3 separate regions of the Mus musculus genome follow, and all the other regions are linked to region 1. Evidence: chromatin contacts called from public promoter capture Hi-C data. All regions are on one chromosome and are shown on one strand. Each heading gives the region's core, a stretch centred on a gene start, on an enhancer-like site or on the middle of the called end of the contact. The rest is flanking DNA. Distances are from core to core; before and after follow the strand shown.

Region 1 (3,303 bases), core at 70-2,569:
ATTCCTTGTCTCAAAGGTTGTAAGCAAAGGACTCCAAGATACAGGCAGCAGATTACAAAGGCTGGGGGTTTAGGAGGTGAGAACCATCAAGTCACAAATTGAGTGGGCATGGATGCATTCTGGCTTAGCTCCAATCACTAGGGCAGATGAGCACCGGCAGGTTCCTGACAGAATGTCCACCCAGCAGCAGGGATCACGCATGCTCCCATCCAGACTTCCTGAGACCACTTTCCAAACGGTATGGGGCATAGCAAGAGACAAGACCAAGACAAGTGCAAATAATCACAGGCTGGCACTGGCAGGAACAGAGGTTAAAAGGGCACAGCAAGCACTGCATAGCGCAAACTCACCAGCAGTGGTGAAGGTGGCACCCCTCCCAAGGGACGCTGGACAGTGTGGGCAGGGAAGGCCACAAAACACATACCAGGCAGGTGCTACTTCAGCCAGGCAAGCACCTTTGGTCCCTTAGAATGCTTCACACCTCAGGCCAAGGCCAGGAAAACATCTGACAAAACTCCAAAGAAGAACTACTGTTGAGTACCCCAACACCTCAAGATAATCCAAAATCTGAAGTGTGTGGGGGAAAAAAAAGAAAAAAAAAAAGGTGGCCACAGAAATCCCGGACTTGGTGATGGGCTGGCATTAGGGACAGAGCAGCAACTAAGGTTGGTGAGAAGACACTAGCAAGAATTAGCAGGAACCATGGACAGCTGGATGCAGGTGAGAGCATCAAGCACTCCCTTGTCACTTCACCCTTGTGAGTTAGAAAGATGGATCCTTTGATCAGCAGAGAATATTCCAGAACTGGCAAAAGATCATGACCTGTAACTGGAAACATAACTTCCACACAGGATTCAAAACCGCACATCGTGGAGATAAGGTAAACTGCAGAACACAGAAAAACTTTCACAGATGGGGGGGGGGGGGATGAGGAATCCTTTTCAGGAATGACCGTGAAGCCACCAGAGGGGACTTTCAGCAACCTGGAAAGAATGCACAAAATTAAAGAACTGAGGTGACAAGGTATTTCAGACAGACCATAATAACTCAGTTGGGACAATAGGTGGACTTGAGGTGACCTGAGACCTCTGTCATCCAGGACAAGGAGACAACAGTTCATTTCCGGCTTGGACATCTGTGTTGCTGTCCCAGAGGAGCCGCTGAGAGAACAGAAGCAGCAGTGGCCGTGGATGCAGCAGCAGGGTAGACCTAGGAGGACCTGAGCCAGAGGTTTCCATGTGATGTGTACACTGAACTCTGTGATGTCACTCTAGGACCAACGCATCCCTCTGCTCACTGTTTCTATGAAAAGCCCCACCCCCACCCCAGCATTGGCTCAATGAGCAGCTGTGCTCTTGACGGGAAAAGAGAGCATCAGTGCGTGCTCGGAGCCCCACCATTGTGGAGAGCGACTGACCCTGAAAATTAGTAGCAATTATAAAACGTGAAGGTGGAAATGTCCCCAAGTGCTTGATCTATGACCCTGTACGGCTTGACTTTAATCCTCCTTTTCTATGTACAAACGCCAGAGTTTAAAATGAGGGTTGGTGGCCAGTTGCAGTGGCACAAGCTTTTAATCCCAGCCTTCGGGGGACAGAGACAGGAGGATCTCTGGCTCTGAGGGCAGCCTGGTGATCTATGTGGCGAGTTCCAGGACAGCCAGGGCTATATAGGAAGACCCTGTCTGAAAAAAAAACAAAACAAAAAAACAATAAAACGACACAGCTGAGAATCTGAGTATGGCTGCTCCCAGAGTCGCAGACGTAAGACACCCAAGGGTGCATCCCAGGCTGGCCTCACATTTACCATGTAGCTGAGGTGGCCCTGACTCCTATTTCTACCTCCCAAATGCTGAGAAGTCCAGGCCTCTCACCTAACTACAGCTTTATTTAAGGAATAAGCACTGTCTGGATGGTGGTGGCACATGCCTTTAGTCCCAACTCTTGGGAGGCAGAGGCAGGCAGATCTCTGTGAGTTTGAGGCCAGCCTGGTCTACAGAGTCTACATATGAGATCCTAGCTCCAAAAATAAATTGAGAGAAAGAAACCACTGTGCATCCCCTGGGAAGTGGTAGCTCTGGACTCACTGGGAGGGTCCTCCGTGGCTTTGAGCTTGGAGGTAGCAGGTCCAATCTGCCCTCTAATGGCACGAGGGGTAATGGCCATTCTTGCTCTCTCTGGTTCCCACTCAAGTCCTGAGGCAAAACCCTGCTGTGTGCGAGCTCACAGAGGCAGCCCTTTGTGCTGAGGGGTTGGTATGAGTTGTTGTAAAACTCAGCTTCTGCAGGCCTTGAGTCTGGCTAAAGGCAGCAGCAAGGAGATCCGAGCCTTCCCCAAAGCAGGCCTGGCCTACAGATAGAGGTCAATCATGTCCATGGGAGGCTCGAGCCCAAAGGACCAGCCACATGCTCTAGCCTAGGTCCCCAGGGATGTGCTGACACTCAGAACAGAGGGCCATAGGCATGGAGAACGGAAGGCCCTGGCAGAGACCAGAAAGGACGAAGGAGCCTCACATGCCCTCCTCCACAGAAACATATCCAGGAGCCACCCCTCAGCCTTTAGGCAAGGTGGTCTGACTTTAGCACCACCTTGGGGGAATGAGTTCTTCCAAGGCAGAGCTGGGCACAAGGAAGTATCATCCTGCGACCTCAGGCCTGAGAAAACAGTCACCAGCAGCTCCCAGCACCGGTGAGGAATGGCTGCCACTTCAAACAGGGTCCTCATTTGTAACCCCAACCTCATTTGTAACCCTACATACCTCAAGTATGTGGGAGCTGAAGAGATGGCTCAGTGGTTAAGAGCACTGACTGCTCTTCTGAAGGTCCTGAGTTCAATTCCCAGCAACCACATGGTGGCTCACAACCATCTGTAAAGAGACCTGACCGCCTTCTTCTGGAGTGTCTGAAGACAGCTACAATGTACTTACATGTGATAAATAATAAAATTAAAAAAAAAAAAAAAAGAATGAGTATGCATAGGGAGATGGTACAACTGGAATAGGACACAAAGGGGACTGGTCCAGCCTGGGCTACCATATTCTTATAGAGCAGACATCTGGCCAGCCCGCTGGAAAGTTCCAAGAAGGATCACTCCACGCTCGGCAACAGGCTGCTAGGGATTTACCCAAAGAAGGGAAAGCTGGGAGCTTAGAGAAGCCGCCAGAGGGCTGTTTATAAAGACAGGCTCTAAAGATCTAAGCTGTGGGAGAACCGGTCTCAAGACGCCACCACCCTGGCCAGACTGGCTGGCAGCCTGAGCGCAGCCAGGCCGGGCATGACAACTGTTCAGAAGACAAAGCCAGGGC
Region 2 (3,060 bases), core at 5-2,504, 260 kb before region 1:
CTGTCTCTCACCAGTGCTAGGATTAAAGGCTGTATCTTAGGCATTCTTAACCATCTCTCTGGGCCATCTCTCCAGCCACCTGTGTACCTATTTCATATACCTAAGGCCACACAAAGCTTTCTCAGGTGAGTGTGGTCAGGCACAGAGGTCTTACAGCTCTGAGTCAGTTTGTGAATTGGCAATCTATCTGTGTTTTTTGTGGATTCCTAAGTGACTCCAATGTGTTGTTTGGGGACCCGTGCTTTAGGCCCTTTAGTAAGAAAACAGATCCACCTGTCACGCTAGCAGCTGTTGACACTCGAATACCTTGAAATTGGGCCCAGGAGGCAAGGTAAGGTTCACCATCTCTCCTGGGGTGTATTACAGCCTTACAGGTGCATCCAATTAAAATTAAACGTTTCATAACGCCTAGTGATGGGAGGGTATATATAAACAGTAATGAAGAGCAGAGTTTAGAATCAAAATCAGGCGGGTACTCATATTCCCAACCAATCCAACAAAACAAAGGAAGTGACCTTGGGACACTTTTGGGAAGTGTGACATCTCAAGGGTACTGGGTTATCAGAAGCTTCTTAAGGTAACAGAAACCACAGACCCAGAAAGTACCGAATGAAAACCACAAGCCTTGGTTTCTGTCCGAGTTTGAAAAGGAACCGAAGAGAAGTCCGTGACGCACAGAGTTAAGCCTTCCCTGCCCTGCCCCTCCACCAAGCCAAGGCGCAGCATGAAGCAAGTCGGGAGGGAAGGATGCGAGAAAGATGGGGTGACAGTCTAGCTAAGACGAGGCTTAGCTCCCAGGACGTCCAGTAGTCCCCAGTGTCCTGTTCAAGCTGGTTCCAGGTGGCTTGGCTAGAGCCCGGCGAGGGCGTGTCGCCGCCCCTTGAACTCGGGGAGGAGGGGCTTGGCCGGCTCAGCTATTGCCCCAGACCCAGAGAGCGAGCAAGGGGGCGCTGCCAGGTCCCGACAGTCTGGGTTGCCCCCAGCCGCGGCCCCTCCCCAGGCCCGCTCACCCAATGACGTAAGCCAGGATGAGCAGCTGCACCACGCGGTTCATGAGCCCCACTTTACGGCTGCGGATGAGCACGATGCGCGGCGTGTCGTACTCGAACAGGAAAGCCCGGAGCACGGAGCAGCAGCCTGCCATGGCTCCGCCGCCCGCTGCTCCGCGTCGTGGCCACCGCGGGTCGCCTTGTCGCTGCCACCACCACCACCGGGTCCGGGCAGCAGCCCCGCCCAGCAGCTCGGCCCGGAAATAGGCGGCGCGCGACCTGAGGAGCGCGTCTCCTCCCCCTCTGCCACCCCAGGGTGACGCCCCAACTCGTGACCCTCTCAAAGGGACGATCTAAAAAGCAAGAGTGGTATAGCACTAAGGGACGAATTACCTCTGGAGCAGGGAGCAAGGTCAGCTCCCGGAGGGACAAGGATAATGACGCCCTCAGGCCTAGGATTGAAAGGCAGACAGTTGAGTTCTGTTGCAAAGGACAGCTCTGCGGTTCAGATATAGGATAACGAGCCGTGCGCCAGGGGAACTTGGATAGGAGTTACATTCCTAGAGGACCCGAGTGCTGAAGAGTCAGTCCCCTGACTGAAGGAGGCAAACTTGATCTGGATGTAGTGGAGGGAGCCCCGCTGTGCTGCTTTATGAAACTATAGGGTGGGTGAATAAGTACCTGGTGTACTAGGATGTCTGCAGAAGTCAGCCACAAATGCCACCATATACCCCTCTTAGGCCTGAAGCCGATCCATGTCCCTACCCCTAGTCAGATAACTGTCGTAGTTGCACCTGAGAGGAGGCAACAGCCAGCACCTGGGGGGTGGGGGGGGGTCCCTGTAGCCATCTTGCTATTGAGAATGGCTTACCGCAAGCTTAGGGAGAATTGGAAAAATTCAAGCCCGTGGGGAGACACCATTGTTAAGGTCACATATATCCATTCCCTTCCGAAGTTTTTTTAATAGGCGTTTTATATTAAGTGTAACAGATACATCCAAGTACCCTTATACCAGGTACTGTCCAGCAAGCATAGTGAGAGCATCTCAGCCCTGTGCAGTATAAATATAGCAGGTAATATACACAAGGCTTGAGGTTCTAATCAGACTCCTCGCGGTTCTTTTCATTTTCTGCTCCATGCATCTTTTATTTCATCTGAGTTAGCTTCAGCTTCTGGTCACTTGGCTCCATGGATCTGAGAGAGCATGGTGGACCTTACAGAAAGGCATGGGGACAAGGTGTGTCTTTCCACCACCAGGTCCCAGGGAATTAGTTATTCCAGCTGGCTTCACCTCCTTTGTACCGCCTCCCAATGCTAAGATAAGATTTGCCGTTATGTCATAGCTCCCAATGTTAAGGTCTCTCAGCATCCAGTCCCCTCTCAGCATTATCTCCCACGTAGGGAAGAAGCCTTCAACACATGAAGGTTTGGGAAGAACTCTTCATACACAAGTCATAGTGCCCTGTTACCAGCGACTCATCACGGGATTTGAATGATTTTGAGTTTTAATCTAAGGCCTAGTGGGAAAACATGCCAGCCTGGTGTGGTGGCACATGCCTGTTATCCCAGCAGTCCGAAAGCAGAGCTGGGAGGATTGGCACAAGTTCAAAGCCAGCCTGGTTTATATACCTAGTTCTAACTATAGAGTGAGACCTTGTTTCCGTCTATAGTCAGTGAGTAGGATAGATGCTGCCAAATTTGACAACCTGAGTTTAATCCCTAGAACATAAGTGGTGGAAAAAAAGAGAACAAACTCCCACGATTGTCCTCCAGCGTGTGCGTGCCCCCCTCCTAGTACATTGTTTGAGAAAATTCTGAGACAAAAGAATAAATATAAGCCATGTGATATTTCCTTAATTCTTCTTGACCACTACTCTCTATGTCTTACTGGGTCATCATCCTGAGTTTCTCACACGCAGGACAAAGGCTCTGGCGTGACATCTCCAGCCCTGACTGCTTCTTATTTTGTAATACCTATTTGATTTTTTTTTCCCAAGACAGGGTTTCTCTGTGTAGCCCTGGCTGTCCTGGAACTCACTCTGTAGACCAGGCTGGCCTCGAACTCAGAAAT
Region 3 (3,063 bases), core at 531-3,030, 370 kb before region 1:
GCAACCACATGGTGGCTCACAACCATCCGTAATGAGATCTAACACCCTCTTCTGGTGTGTCTGAAGACAGCTACAATGTACTTACATATAACAATAAATAAATCTTGGGGCCAGAGTGAGCAGGGCCAGAGCAAGCAGAGGTCCTGAGCTCAATTCCCAGCAACCACATGATGGCTCACAACTATCTGTACAGCTACAGTGTACTCATATACATACATAAATAAATAAATCTTTTAAAAAACTTTAAAAAATAAAGAGCTATGAAAACTACTGAGAATGACTAATCACTGATAATATTTTTATTTTAAAATACTTATTTATTTTTATTTTATTTGTACGAGTACTTTGCCTGCATATATATCTCTGTACCACATGGCTGTCTGGTGCCCGCAGAAGCCAGAAGATACTGATGGACCATGTGGGTTCTGGGAACCAAACCCAATTTCTCTGCAAGAACAGCAAGTGCTCTAGTGCTCTTAACAACCGGGCTGTTTCTTCAGCCCTGATAATAATACTTTAAGCTCTAGAGAACTAAGTGTCTTGAGAAATACAGATAAGTAGAAGGGGCATTGTGAAAAGTCAGACTGAAAATACTGTAGACCGGGGGTTGGTTTTAAGAGCTTCATTTACCTGATGTTGGACTTTGTAGTGACTTAGGTGGGATACAGATATCCATTCACAAGAAGGTGGTCTTACCTTTTGTTTCACTATGGGTATCGCACTTGCAAACTGACACGTAGCTGCCTACAAATGGCATTTGTGAGATGTTGAAGAAAAACATGGGCTCTTGTCCTTACAAAAGGAGAATAAGGACAGGCATGGTGGCTCCCTACTGCTAGTAGGGAGGCAGAGGCAGGTTCTACAAAGGGCTGCATGGTGACACCTTGTATCAAAAAAATTTAATATGAGTGAAAAAAATGCTTTTTGTTTTTGTTTTTCTAGACAGGGTTTCTCTGTGTAGCCCTGGCTGTCCTGGAACTCACTCTGTAGACCAAGCTGGCCTTGAACTCAGAAAAGAAATCTGTCTGTCTCTGCCTCCCACGTTCTGGGATTAAAGTCGTGTGCCATCATTGCCTAGCGAAAAAAAAGTTTTTTGAGGCAGGGTCTTCTTAACTATGCAGACCTAGCTGGCCTGGAACTGGCTTTATAGACCAGGTTGGCCTCGAATTTATGGAGATGTGCTTGCCACTGCCTGTGCCTCCAGGTTGCTGGAGTAAGAGGCAGGGAGCTATCACATCTAGTATGCAAATATAATTTAAACATGCCAATTTAATCCCATTGCTTTTAAATACAATGATTTAAAAATGTCTTTTGGGCAGGGTAGATCATTCAAATCATCTCAGCTATTGTCGCGAGTTCAAGGCCAGTTTATGCTACTTAGTAAGTTTTTTTTTTTTTTTCTCCAAAAGGGGAGGAGCATCGCTTCAGCTGAAGGTCTTTGTTAAGAGAGCTTCCCTGGTATACACATATACAGGCGAGGTGTCTTGTTCAATTTCGTGTACCGCTAGAGGCAAAGATGCAATTAAATGGGGGCGAGAAGGAAGATCAAATTAAATAAATACACGCGTGGCCTGTAGTTCACGCTGTCTCTGATCAAAATCCCTGCGTCTTCCTCCCAGATCCCTGTCCACGTCGACTAGGAACCTGGTCGCCTTGGTTGAGCGTTTCTGTAGGGAACCGATTTGCCATAACACCATTTATGTCCCACCCCCTCCCCTACCCCCGCTCACTACAGGTTTGGCTGTTTTGATTGGCTGTCAGTCTTCCTTCTGGTCTTTGATTGGTCGAAGGCACCGCCGGGGTGGGAGAGGGACACTGAGGCCCCCGCTACTGTGGGAAACAGTCTTGGGCGGGTTAAGGTGCCGGGCGGCTGCAGCCATGGCGTAAAGGCGGCTCGTGGGCGCGGCGCGTGGCAGGCCTGGAGAGGGCCTGTCCTTGCCGGCGTCCACGAAGAGCCAGGACTTCAGCCCGATGATGACCAACGGGGTAGTGCACGCCAACTTGTTTGGCATCAAGGACTGGGTGACGCCCTATAAGATCGCCGTCCTGGTGCTGCTCAACGAGATGGGCCGCACGGGCGAGGGCGCCGTCAGCCTCGTGGAGCGGCGGAAGCTCAACCAGCTGCTCCTGCCCCTGCTGCAGGTGAGGGGCGCCCGCTCTTTCCCGCCCATTACCGCACGCGCGCGCGCGCTTCGCGTGGGCCCCGCCCTGAGCTGGAGGGCAGGGAAGGTCCAGCCCCGGGGGAGGGGCCCTGGGGGCGGGGCTTCATCTTGTCACTGAAAAAGAACACTAGCAACTGCATGATATTTCATCCTAAGCTAACCGGCATGGTTTAACTCTTTTCCTATAAATGATAAGTTTTGAGGGTTTTTTTTTTTGTTTTTGTTTTAACATATAGGTTCTTTTAGTTTGGTTTGTTTGTCTTTTTTTGTTTGTTTTTGGGTTTTTTTTGGTTTTTCGAGACAGGGTTTCTCTGTCCTGGAACTCACTTTGTAGTGGTTTGTTTTTCTTTTTTTCTAACTTGTTTATTTATTATATGTAAGTACACTGTAGTTGTCTTCAGACACCCCAGAAGAGGGGGTCAGATTTCATTACAGATGGTTGTGAGTCACCATGTGGTTGCTGGGATTTGAACTCAGGACCTTCAGAAGAGCAGTCAGTGCTCTTAACCGCTGAGCCATCTCACCAACCCGTGGTTTGTTTTTCAAGACAGGGTTTCTTTGTGTTGCCCTGGATGTCTTGGAACTCGCTCTGTAGACCAGGGTGGCCTCCAACTCAAGAGATCCCCCTGCCTTTGTCTCCTGAGTGCTGAGATTAGAGCTGTATACCCAGCCATACAGGCAATCTTAAAATAGTATATGTCAAATACAATTTCCCAAGAAGTCGAGTTGGGTTACCTACATCTAGAGTGGTGTAAACACTGACTTTCTAAAAATGGCCCCAGTGAGTAATTTTAAACCTTGTCTAGAGAAGGCTCTGCTTCTGGGTTAGCCTTCCTTCCCCAGTTCAGAAAACGATGAAATGTGTTTATACTCAGGAGAACTAGAGCACCCACCTTTGTAT

What was found. Promoter capture Hi-C pulls out the DNA fragments that hold promoters and counts their contacts.
Region 2: a promoter capture Hi-C map of liver shows a contact between it and region 1, with 4 times the contacts expected there. The contact joins the promoter of P2rx4 here to the enhancer-like site in region 1. A contact is called at or near these places in 8 of 39 promoter capture datasets (the C10 cell line, the SN4741 cell line, cranial neural crest and 3 more), 1 of 15 datasets of contacts at CTCF or cohesin (the NIH/3T3 cell line), 1 of 484 Hi-C or Micro-C datasets (bone marrow-derived macrophages), 17 of 115 datasets of contacts at active chromatin or transcription factors (the 230-238 cell line, SST interneurons, bone marrow-derived macrophages and 10 more) and 4 of 9 other capture datasets (adipose tissue, embryonic stem cells, liver and 1 more).
Region 3: a promoter capture Hi-C map of liver shows a contact between it and region 1, with 4 times the contacts expected there. The contact joins the promoter of Anapc5 here to the enhancer-like site in region 1. A contact is called at or near these places in 2 of 39 promoter capture datasets (the C10 cell line and liver), 1 of 15 datasets of contacts at CTCF or cohesin (the NIH/3T3 cell line), 1 of 484 Hi-C or Micro-C datasets (bone marrow-derived macrophages), 4 of 115 datasets of contacts at active chromatin or transcription factors (astrocytes, embryonic stem cells and large pre-B cells) and 2 of 9 other capture datasets (embryonic stem cells and pancreatic islet).

What each region holds. Positions count from the first base shown.
Region 1 is chr5:122,448,032-122,451,334 of GRCm38.p6, reverse strand. No RefSeq gene overlaps it. Among named protein-coding and RNA genes, the nearest start is that of Anapc7, 27 kb to the right of the region's middle. Within about 2 kb of position 1,319, at least 13 of the 459 cell types and tissues checked have an H3K27ac peak or open chromatin away from gene starts, as enhancers often do. A contact at or near this core is called in SST interneurons, liver and pancreatic islet, where this site is marked.
Region 2 is chr5:122,705,738-122,708,797 of GRCm38.p6, reverse strand. P2rx4 (purinergic receptor P2X, ligand-gated ion channel 4) reads right to left here and starts at 1,254. Exons shown (of 12, transcript NM_011026.3): 1 at 1,011-1,254. The coding sequence starts at 1,144.
Region 3 is chr5:122,820,059-122,823,121 of GRCm38.p6, reverse strand. It overlaps Anapc5 (anaphase-promoting complex subunit 5), which reads left to right and starts at 1,780. Exons shown (of 17, transcript NM_021505.3): 1 at 1,780-2,142. The coding sequence starts at 1,972.